2 separate regions of the Mus musculus genome follow, and region 1 is linked to region 2. A link is a contact called in public promoter capture Hi-C data. All regions are on one chromosome and are shown on one strand. Each heading gives the region's core, a stretch centred on a gene start, on an enhancer-like site or on the middle of the called end of the contact. The rest is flanking DNA. Distances are from core to core; before and after follow the strand shown.

Region 1 (5,896 bases), core at 1,696-4,195, 430 kb before region 2:
TCAGGGTTAAATCAGACTTCATAATCCATTAATACTATAGTGGTATTGTATACTATAATACTATATAGTAATACTATAGTGGTATAGTATAGTATATTATAGTTGGTATACTACACTATAATACTATACACATCATATGGTTGCTGGAAATACATAGTAATACTATGGTGGTATAGTAGTAGCTGCCTAGCATGCACAAGATGCTGGTTCAATCCACATAACAGAAGACATGTATTCAATTTCCATTTTCTATTAATTGTCAACCAATTTCATTTTTAGCCATTCTACAACTTGACACAGCCTAAAATCACCTGAGAAAAGAGGCTTCATAGAGAAACTCACGTTACCAGGTTGGTCCGTGGGCAGGTCTGCGAGGGCCAAACCAAGAGGAATGTTAACCAATGCAGAAGGGCCTAGCCACAAGACAGGTGTCCTGGGCCGTATGAGAAAGCTGGCTAAGCATGAGTCTGGGAGAAGCCAGAGAGTGTGCCAGCAACTAGGTTCTTCTGTGGTTCCTGCCTTCAGTTCCTGCCCTGACAACTGTCTCACAAAGATGGTCTGTGACCTGGCAGTGTAAGAAAAAATAAACTTCTGCTCCCTAGCATGCGTTTACTCCTGGTATTCTCCATAACGACAAAATGAAGCTGGGAGGACAAATAACCCTGATTCTTTCTTTCTTTAATGACCAAGCACTACATTTTGGCAAAGCGTGCACTGGTTTTCACAGGTTCAGTTAGGTTAGGTTTAAAAACGAGCACAGGATCCCTAGTGTTCTTGTGAACGGACTGAGATAAAAGTCAGAATTTGGGGGCCCACGGAGTCACTGCCTATAGCAGCTGCCTTCTTTTGAAAGTTCATCTTCCCTATGCATATTACAACTCTTTTTAAAATATGATTTATTTTTGAGACAGGGTCTTACTGTTGCCCAGGCTGGCTTCAAACGTGAGATCCTGTCTTAGCTTCCTTGAGTACGGGTCCCATAGGTCGGCCTCACCACACCCGTCTTACAACTCTTTCTAGATCATCCAGCTACTTTGAGGTTATCTTCACCCACTTGGAAGAAAGTTGTCAAGCAACTCCTCACCATCCCAGAGCTAGATCCCTAAAGCAATCACTATCTGGACTCTGAGGCCTGGATTTGCTCTGTGGAGAACAGGTCACTAATGCTATTAATTATTATTAATTAATTTAATTATTAAGGCTTTATTAATTATTATTTTTCATGTTTATGGCTTATTTGCCTGCATGTATGTCTACATAATACGTGTGTGCCTGGTGCTCTCAGAGGCCAGAAGAGGGCATTGGCTTTGCCAGAACTGGAATTACAGATGGTTGTAAGACACTATGTGGTTGCTGGAAATCAGGTCATCTGGAAGAAGTCACTGCTCTTAAACACATCTCTCCAACCCCTGCCGTCTGATTTTTAAGAAAGTTAAAATTTAGGGCCTGAGATATAATTCGGTGGTAGAGTGCTTGACTAATATGTGCAAAGTCCTAGGGTCAGTCACTAGTATTGCTTTTATGACTTATTCTTTCTTTGAGTAATTAAAAGACATGGTCTCTCTACATAGCCCTGGCTATCCTGAAACTCACTAGGTAGCCCAGGCTGGTCTCAGACTCGCAGAAGTCGACATGCTCCTGCCTCCAAGTGCTGGGATTACAGATGTGAGCCACCACATCTGGCGCTACGATGCCAAATCTCACCAAAATAACAAATAACATTTTAAGCATACTGCCAACAAAAATAACAGGGAGTATGATTAACATATTCCAAGTCCACACAGAGTGCTCTGTATAAATTACAGCGCCTGGGATCCTTACACTGAAGTTGGATGGAACAGCAGTGACTTTGCACTTGGAAGACAGTCACGTCACTTCTGCTTAATCTCTACAGGCAAGGGAAGCAAGGCCCGCTGTACCTTGAACTGCTAGGCGAAGGCAATAACCAGCTCAATGAGTTTTCTCTTTGCCAAATGGCAAAAATGGCCAGTTGAAGACTGATCCTTAATAAATATAAACCAACCAACCAACCAACCAACAAACAAACAAACAAAAGCCCATTCGATCTGAATCACAGTGATTTGTTCCCATCAGGGTCCAGTTTGCCCTTCATAAAGTGTTCTGCCAGTAATTCTGAGAAAGCAATCGGTGTTAAGGGGCCAAGAATCCACTAATGTCTACAAAGCACGCGATGCCAGGGGTCAAGCAGGCTAATCCATGAACCAGTAAGTAGAAAACCAACACTATTACTTTGGTAAAAGTTAAGCAATCATACATTAATTATTAAGCAATGGCTCTAACAGACCTTAGTGATACCCAACTGGAACAAAATAAGTAAATATAAACCAGGCAGAGGGCAGGAGCAGCTACGGTGTTAATAAGTTTATCTCTTGAGCAATTTTGGTGTCATCTCTGATTAAGAATACACCTCTGCTCACAGACTTCTGGAACGTGCACATGATGTGGGGTGCAAAACCACAGAGTTATAAAATCAGAGGGCACAGGAGCACGACACTGTACCCAAAAGCCTGTTTTTTTTCCAACTTTACACTCTCCAAGTTACCCGCGTCCCAGCAGCCTTTGCGTAGCTTGCCTCCAATCAGCGGGAAGCCCCGGCGAGGGCGGGGAGGCGCGGTGGGGCCACGCCCCCTCCTCGCCTGGTCTCTGCAGTCACCCTCCAGATGTGCCATCCCCTCCATACCGGACTGAGCTGTATCGCTACCCTAGTGGAGGACAAAACCAAGGCGAGCATCCTCAGAGATTGGGTTTCTTACCTGCTTCGCATAGGACGCGGCCTCCGGCTCGTCCCGCCTCCTGCTGATGGCGGAGTCCGGAAAAGACTGACTGGAGAATGGGCGTGCTTACATGATCGCCTCACCAAGGACTGACTTCTTGTCCCGCCCCTTCTCCCCTTTGCTTAAATCCGTTGGGCTGCCCTCCTGTCTGTCAGAAGCGGGTGTCACCAACAACAACTCTTAGGCTAGTGAAGCTGTGAGCTGCGAGAGTGCCTTGAAGTAACTTTAGGTGGAAGATGCCAGAAAGTAACTCCGCAGAGGGTAGCGACAGAAGCGAGGAGCAGGTGTCTGGTGCTAAAGTCATCGCCCAGGCTCTAAAAACTCAAGTACGATGGATCCCTCGGGTGTGAAAGGCTCTACAGAAGCAGACGGGGACCTCGCGTTGTCCTAGAGACGGAGGGCAAGGAGGCGGGGGCGGGGGTCCTGTAGGTCTTTCCTTTGGACCCCCCGGGAGGGCAAGAAGGCTGGGTCACCTGATGATAGTTGTTTGTTGCCCCTTTTCCCTCCTACCCTCAGGATGTGGAGTACATGTTCGGTGTCGTAGGCATCCCCGTGACCGAAATCGCCCTTGCTGCCCAGGAACTGGGCATCAAGTACATTGGGATGCGGAATGAGCAAGCGGTGAGTCTTGACACAGGGACCAAATGGCAGCCATTCGATGCACACAGCGTCCCATCGTTTCTAAAGCATTGCACGTACCACTGTTAATCCTCCTTGACAGGAAAATGAGAAGAGAGAGACTAAGTTAAACTTGCCCAACGCGAGTCATTTGGTAGTGGCATTTGAACTCAGGTATTCTGAGTTTGGAGCTATGCTTATACCTTTCTACCGTAGTGTACTCTGCCACATCCAAATATCAGAATCGAAAGGGGTAGTCTTACTTCACTACTAGACTGTTAGTTCTAGCAGAGAAGGCATATTGATTCATCGCTAGGTAAGTGTATTGCCAGCATCTGATGTAGTTCCTGTACATGACAGGTGTCAGAGAGTGATTAGTGATTGAAGGCCAGGACTCATGCAACATAAAGTGGAAGACATTATAGACGGCAGTGCCGTCATTGGAACTCAGGGCTCTCAAACCCCAGTTTGGTGCTTTCCCTCAGCATTATGCCTCCCTCCTTTGGGGTCTTACCTGGGAGAGGGAAAACCAAAGGACATTTTATGAACCCACTTAAAGTATTTTCTCTGGCAGCCCAGGATTACCCTCTCTTAGCAATCCAGGCAAAAATATCAAGTATCTGGTGCAGATGAAGTGGTTCAGTGAAGTTCTACAAAGCCACGTAACCTCATAACCTGAGTGTAATCTCCAGGGCCTGTATGGAAAAATGAAGGCGGTTTCTGATTTATGATTCATGTTGTCCTTGGACCTACACACACACACACAGGCTGAGTTAAATTGTTTTGGACCTACACACACACACAGACAGGCGCTCTCTCTCTCTGTCTCTCTGTCTCTCTGTCTCTCTGTCTCTCTGTCTCTCTCTCTCTCTCTCTCTCACACACACACACACACACACACACAAATAATTTAAAAGATTAAGAATTGGGGCTGAAGACTTAGCTCAGCAGTTCATAGTACTTGTTGCTCTTTCAGAGACCAGGATTTGATTTCTGGCATCCACGTGGTGGCTCCCGACCTCCCATAACTCTGGTTCCAAAGGATCTAACGATTTCTTCTGACCTTCATGGGTGGCACACACGATTCACACCCCCCCCCCACACACACACAGCTGTCCCTTCTGCTGCCGTCACTGCTGTCCTGATCCACGCTCTTGACCCCTTTTCTCTGCCATCCGATGTGAGTTCCATTGGGTGTGGCTCATTTGCTTTCAAATCCCCACAGTACTGACTTGACTTGAGGTCTCTATGTAATCTAGGTGTGTACTACACTATTTGCTAATTGAAAGACCTTTATCAATAAGGCTTGAAAGTTATAGGGAGTGTTTTTAATCAGAAAACTGGTAGGTATTAATTTGTGTTGTTTACACTTTTATTCCCTTACCTCTTTGTTTTTTCCAGTGCTGGGAATTGAACCCAGGCCCTTGTGCACACTAAAGCAAGCACTCTGCCACTGAGCTGTACCCTTACCTCTCAGTTTTCCTATGTGGAATAACCTTCTATTCTTTTACCTGCATGAGAAAGGATAGGTGCTGATCTGTATTTTACTATTTTTCTTGAGTATGTTTGCCCGTTGTTTCTTCTTCATGCAGTAGACATGCACTAAGTATGTACTGTATGCATGATGTGGACTGTATACGCGGCAGAAGAGAGGGATATAAAGAAGATATAAGGTTTATTTTTCACCTCCAAGTTGATGAGTTGGGGGAAATGAGGGTAAGACACAAAAAGACAGTCTGAAATAATTTAGCTCCTCAAAAAGGAATCCATAAAAGGGAGAGTAGTCACACACAGTGTGTGACTGGCTGTCCTCACTGGGACAGGAAAGATTGCTCATAGAGGTGATGGCTTGTCCTTGCTGCATCAGTATAACTTAAAGGCATGGCAAACTGTGAGAGTGGGTAGTTAGGCCAAAGGATGGTGATGGAAAATCTGCAGCTCACAACTGCAGTCCCTGTAGCTACTCAGCTGAAACAGAAGATTTCAGGTTTGGAGCCAACCTGGTCAGCTGAGACCATGGAGGGCTTGGGTTATCTTTCAGTGGTAGAGTACTTGTCTAACATGTCCAGTGCTCTGGGTTTCCCTGGTACAAAGACAACAGACTTGAATAAACAGACAAATCCATACAGTCTTCTGAGAGAGCATCCCACAGAGGATGATAAGGGAGCTATCTTGAAGAAAGAGTAGGCATGGCCTGTTAGGAAGGGAAAGGTTAGCTCTTCTAGAGGTGACCCCTAGGTTAGCGGCTTACATGACTAGATGATATGGCTACTGACTGAGGCTTAGAATAGAGAGAGGAGGACCATTTACAAGGGAAGATGGCAGGTATAACGATGGAGTTTTCAAAGGGAATACTCAAAAGTGCTCAGAAAGACTCAGGCACAGGTTTGTGCTAAAGAGAAAGGTGCACTTGGCGATTGCTTTATATGTTGTCTGTCAGGTTTTTAGAGTAGTCAAGACATTCGTGTGGCCAGAAGCTAGGA
Region 2 (5,722 bases), core at 313-2,812:
ATCTCTCACCGCAGCTTTGTAGATGTCATCCATTCTGGCGACAGCTCACAGGACAGGCTACTGGGGTTGCCAGCCAGCCAGCCCTCTGCTTGGGCTTATATAGCCCTGCCTCCCTCCACCTCCTGCTACATTCCCAGCCCAGCCCACCACTGCCTGGAATATCCTCCACCCCCTCCCTGGTCCCTGTAATCTCAGGCTGGCCAAAGTCCCTGTATCATCTGCCTAGGGCCAGGAGCTATGAAGGACTGCAAGGACCAGGTCTCTTGCCATCTGTTCCCCAGACCCCACCCCACCCCCAGGGAAGTCTCAAGAAAAAAAAAAGAATGTATTGCTTTTATTTATGAGTGCATGTGGAAGTCAAAGGACAACTTGCAGGAGTCATCTATCTCTCTCTGCTACCTAGGTTCCCAGGAACCCAGGACTGAACTCAAGTTTTCAGGTTTGGGAGCAAGCACCTAAATGCAATACACACACACACACACACACACACACACACACACATCCTCAACAACCTCAGGAAAAAGTTTCCTGAATGAATGAAAATATGAGCACACAGGAAATGTGAAGTAAACAGTTCGGTCTTCTATGGAATCACAGTGACTTGCCTGAGGTCAAGCTGACCGGAGAATCCCTACCTTATATTACACCCCCTGAGAGATGGTAGCATGCCAACAGAGGCTGGCAGTGTAAGTCCTGCCAAGAAACACTTCCTATGCAAGGTTCAGAGTATAATATGACACTGGTAATGGAAGAAGTCACTGGCCCACAAAGAATAGGCTGGCCTGAAGCCCTTCAGCGGGATCTACCACGCCGCAACCTTCCATCTTTCAAGGACAACAATCAGTGTTCACTTCGGGTTTGAGTCAGCTGCATTCTGTGAGTCAACAAGTGTCCCTAAAGAACCCTATGTCTATCAGGATTCTCTCTTTTCCTCCTCCGGTTGGGTCATCTCTTCTCCAGCTAAGTCTTCCCTATGGTTGTTCCCTATGGATGTTTCTTCAGCCACGCTCTTGTGTCCAAGGCCTAGTCTGTCTCCTCCTCACCTTGAGCTCTTGCAGGATGTCATCTGGGAAACCAGATGGACAGCGCATATCTCTTCCATCCACCTGCACGTCTGCTGCATATAAGCTCTCCCTGAACACACCAGTGTGCCGCCTAGCACACTGCCAGGGGAAAGCCCGTGGGGTACTGAGCACTGCAGAATCACCACAATCAATTCTCCACCAGTACTTTTAACAACAAACCCCCCAAGTGTCGGAGAGTCCCTCTGGTCCTTGTTCCATCTCTAAGTCTAGTCTTATTCATTTTGCTCTTGCTACACAGGGAATGAACCCAACAGCCAGGCGAGACCCTATTAATGTCCCCTCTGGAAACTGAGGCCAAGCGAAGCAGAGTGACTTCGGAGAGTTCCGAAGGCCCATGGCCTCTGCCCTTCCCTGCTGTGAGCCCAGCGGACAATGACCACAACTGCCCGAGGGGACAGAACGCCGCACAGGTATACAGAAAGCAAATTGGGCAAGCCCGCAGGAGCTGCGCATGCGTGCCACTGGTTGTGCTGTCAATTACGGGCAAGGGGCGGGGCGAGGACGCAAGCAGGCCGAGGGGCCAAGATGGCGTCGCGGGCGCGGGCGGGGGGCAGCGGGGGCTGGGGGGCGGTGGGACGCTGACCCCGCCCCCTGCTGCTGCCACTCTGCGCCGGGCGTCGGCAGCGGTGGAGCCGGCAACATGGCGGCTGCGACACTCAGCTTCGGCCCTGAGCGGGAGGCCGAGCCTGCCAAGGAGGCGCGCGTCGTGGGTTCTGAGCTCGTGGACACGTACACGGTGTGCTGGGGGGCCGCGAGCGTCCAGAGCGGGCTTAGCGCCTGGAACCCGGAGTTCTCGACCCAGGGGCTTTGAGAAGTGGGGGGTGGGGGGGGCCTGGGTAGCACATTCGATGAGTGCGTGGAAGGTTCTGCGAGGTAGCGACGAGGGAGCCCGAAAAAAATGGGGGATTCGGAGGAAGGGCCGGGTCGCATAGGTTCTGGAGGAGGATCTAGGCGGGGCGCGGGAAGGGGGGCTGGGGAAAGGGTGCGCGACCAGAAAAGGAGACTTGTGTTGGAGCAATCAGAGGGTGGGGGAGGAGGGGATGGTGAGATGGAGGCCCTCTGGATCCTCCAGGCAAGGAAGAATGCCAGCCTAAGAGACCTTCATGGGAAGTCTGGGAGGAAGGGGACGCGGAAGGGGTGGTCTCTGGTCGATGGGACCAAGGGCCAGGGCTAGAGATCATCAGGTGGTGAAGGAGAGACAGCAGATCCCGATCTCCACCCCCACCAACCAAACACTAGTCGCAGTCCAGATCAGCCCTGCGAAGTGTGTGTGTGTGCGTGCGTGCGTGCGTGTGTGTGTGTGTGGGGGGGGGTGGTGGATGGAAAAATGAGCCCTCGGGGTCTGGGGAGAAAGGAATGGATCCCAGCCGTGCAGAACACAGAAGTTACCTCGAGGCCGAAGTACAGGGCCTGCAAACCTTAGGGGACGTCACGGCTTAGGGGAGAGGGACACGAGCTTCTAATGTATCCTTGTAGGCTACAAGGGAAAGCCAACAAAAAAGGAGGGTAGTTTCTGTGATGGCGTTAGACGCCCTTTGGGCCTGCATAGGGTTGGATGCTAGGCCCGAGAGCCTCGTGGGCAGCCTGCCAGGTGAAAACTTGCACTGTGGTGGGGGCCCACTGAGCACCTCCCGTCTCCTTGTCCTTTGTTCCCTGGAGGGTGGACAGAGGTAAGGGCCTCGGGCCTGCCTTTGCCCCACCCCACTGGCTCCCACCCTAATACCGGATCCTGAGGGCGATTCCTCTATCTAGTTCTTTCTCCCCGCTGCAAGGAAGAGAAGCCGCTAGCGGCTCCTTTTAGAGCAACAGGCTGGCTCTGGAGAAATGGCTGCTCCTGGGGTCAGGAATCAGCCTCGTTCACTGTTCCCACTAACCTCTCCGTGCTCCAGGCCGAGGAAGGGAAGCTAGGACCGTGGGGCTTGATCTAGTTAAGGAATGAGGTCACTCACCTAGGACTAGCTGCAGTCAGTAGAGGCTCTTTGTCCTTCCCCTTAGTGTCAGGAGCAAGGTGATGATCCAAACTGACCATCCTCATTTGTCACTGGGTGTGATGCACGGAATGTGACTAACATATCTATCTTCTGTTCCGTGTTAGGCCTTTACACTTAATTGCTTTACTTGGCCCACCAGGTTTTAAAATGGAGGAATTGAGGCCCAGAGAGAGCTTAGGTTCCCAGTCACTTACATAAGTGGCACATAAGCCACACCCAGGAAATGGGATAGCCAGATTTTGAACCCAGGTTTTGGTGGACGATTAACCACCAGAGCTATATCGCCTTCTGTTGAGGCTGATTGAGCCACCGCTGCCCCTGGAAGCCTGGTGATGCCTTGCCTCCTGGTTCAGCTGCCAAAGTCAAAACCACAGCTAGTGGAAGAGGTTGACTGAAGGCCTTGCTTCTAGGATGGAGTTAGGGCTCCTGGAAAGATGTATAGCAGAGACACTGGTGCTGCCTCACTGGGCTCTGCTCTGCCTCCCTTGGAAGGGGCAGCCTTGCCTATAGCACAAGTTGGGTTTTGAGTTATACAGAGACAGGAGGTAAAAAAAAAAAATCTAAGGAGGTGTGTGGAGCTAGTCACCCATACCATTCCTTCCTGATAATGGGAGCCAGAGCTCTTCTCCAGACCTTACAGGGCTGTCAAGGAGGCTGAGGAAAGCTGGGTGCACAGTGGGTGTGCAAGGATGCCTGACTCTGGCTTTTTGGGGAGTGGGGACTGAGTACCTTGCAGCTATTGTGAGTTGGGGTTCTCTTGTCACAAAAAATCATTTTTCCCTTTAGGTTTATGTCATCCAGGTTACCGATGGCAACCATGAGTGGACGATCAAACACCGTTACAGTGATTTTCATGACCTACATGAAAAGGTAATCTGAAGACCTTGGCACCTGTATCTCAAGGGGTGGGGCTTGTGGGCCAAGTCTCCATTGTGCCACATGTTAATTTTAGGGCAAAACTGCCTCCACATCTATTGCTTGTAAGTTTTAAAAACATTTATTCATGGCCAGGGTTATACCACACATACCTTTAATTCTAGCAGCACTTGGGAGGCAAAGGCATGTGAGTTTAAGGCCTGCCTCATCTACAGAGCGAGTTCCAGGGCTACACAGAACCTGTCTTATAAAACAAAACAAAAAAACAAGTGTGTGTGTGTGTCTGTGTGTGTCTGTGTGTGTTCTAGTGAGAGGAAGATGCACACGTGCCACAGCTCATGTGTAGAGGTCAGTTTGTGAGAGCAGGGTTCTCTTTCCACCATAGAGGCCCCAGGGATTGAACTTAGGTCATTAGACTTGGCAGCTCCTTTACCCGGTGAGCCCTCTCATGAGCTCTGTGACTTGCTGTAGTAAACCAGTTCCTTGATGCAGCACAAAGAACTGGTTGGTGCTAGGAATGCAACCTAGTGTGAGACAGTCTAAGGATAGAATATGTAAATTTTAATTTTAAATTTTAAAATTGCCATGCACCTCCAATATAAGACAGTCTCCTGAAGAGGGTACAGGTTTGAACTTGTCCCACAAAATATATTTTTATTCTCTAATAACAGATTGAAATTGTATTTTCCCTTTGCTTTTAGAAAGAGCTGCTTTCTGTGGGGCATTTGTAGTGAGCATGTCTTAAAGATACAAACTCCTTTTATTTCCAAACTTTAGGGACCGTAAGCACTACTTTTCTGAATATCCCCAAAGACTAAAGATGGCAATTTCTCACTTGGAATTGTATTAGTATTTCCAGTACTACTTGGATCCGAGGCCGGATTCCAGATGCATTAGTTGGAGCACTAATCCCGGCCCTGCTCCCAGCAGTGGTTGCAGAAGATACGACTGACGACTGCCTGCCTGGATCTGACACAGACGCAGGGCTTCTTGGTCTGTGTTTGATGTGCTTGTGTTCTCTTACAGCTTGTGGCAGAGAGAAAAATTGACAAATCTCTACTTCCACCCAAAAAGATAATTGGGAAGAACTCGAGAAGCTTGGTAGAGAAGAGGGAGAGAGACCTGGAGGTGTACCTCCAGACGCTCCTCACAACCTTCCCTGATGTGGCTCCCAGAGTTCTGGCCCACTTCCTGCATTTTCACCTCTATGTAAGTTCCTTTGGGGCTCTCTGCTTTGCCTATGAACCCACAGCCACCAAAGCTGTAGGCCTTGGCTTTGAGGAGACACAGACTGGACCCTGGCCCTGAGGTTACCTGACAGAGGGTTAGAGGCAGATGGTACACAGTCACATTTGTGTTGGTGGGTTTATATTAAATTGGACTGGCCATGTATTTTCTTCTACTTCATGACATTTTACTTTGCAGAAATAGCCCATGGTTTGGTTTTTTGTTTTTGTTTGTTTTGTTAGATTTATTTATTTTATGTATATGAGTACATTGTAGCGGTCTTCAGACACACCAGAAGAGGGCATCAGATCCCATTACAGATGGTTGTGAGCCACCATGTGGTTGGAATTGAACTCGGGACCTCCGGCAGAGCAGTCAGTGCTCTTAATCGCTGAGCCACCTCTCCAGCCATAGGCCATGGTTTTTAAGGTAGATTTCCCTCAATTGGGTGAGCATGGAGGAGAACTGTGTAATGCCTGGCATACACTTAGGGTTGCCATGTGGGCTCAGACTCAGTACCAACAATGGAGCTGTTCATTCTTT

Evidence for each region. Promoter capture Hi-C pulls out the DNA fragments that hold promoters and counts their contacts.
Region 1: a contact with region 2 is called in a promoter capture Hi-C map of neural stem cells. The contact joins the promoter of Hacl1 here to the promoter of Nisch in region 2. A contact is called at or near these places in 5 of 39 promoter capture datasets (cranial neural crest, liver, neural stem cells and 1 more), 1 of 484 Hi-C or Micro-C datasets (CD4 T cells), 1 of 115 datasets of contacts at active chromatin or transcription factors (memory CD8 T cells) and 1 of 9 other capture datasets (liver).

The regions. Positions count from the first base shown.
Region 1 is chr14:31,638,014-31,643,909 of GRCm38.p6, reverse strand. Hacl1 (2-hydroxyacyl-CoA lyase 1) reads left to right here and starts at 2,945. Exons shown (of 17, transcript NM_019975.3): 1 at 2,945-3,121; 2 at 3,312-3,416. The coding sequence starts at 3,032. Btd (biotinidase) reads right to left here and starts at 2,853. Exons shown (of 4, transcript NM_025295.4): 1 at 2,775-2,853. The coding sequence starts at 2,785.
Region 2 is chr14:31,202,666-31,208,387 of GRCm38.p6, reverse strand. It overlaps Nisch (nischarin), which reads left to right and starts at 1,562. Exons shown (of 21, transcript NM_022656.2): 1 at 1,562-1,821; 2 at 3,863-3,946; 3 at 4,979-5,161. The coding sequence starts at 1,726. Tnnc1 (troponin C, cardiac/slow skeletal) reads right to left here and starts at 76. Exons shown (of 6, transcript NM_009393.3): 1 at 10-76. The coding sequence starts at 33.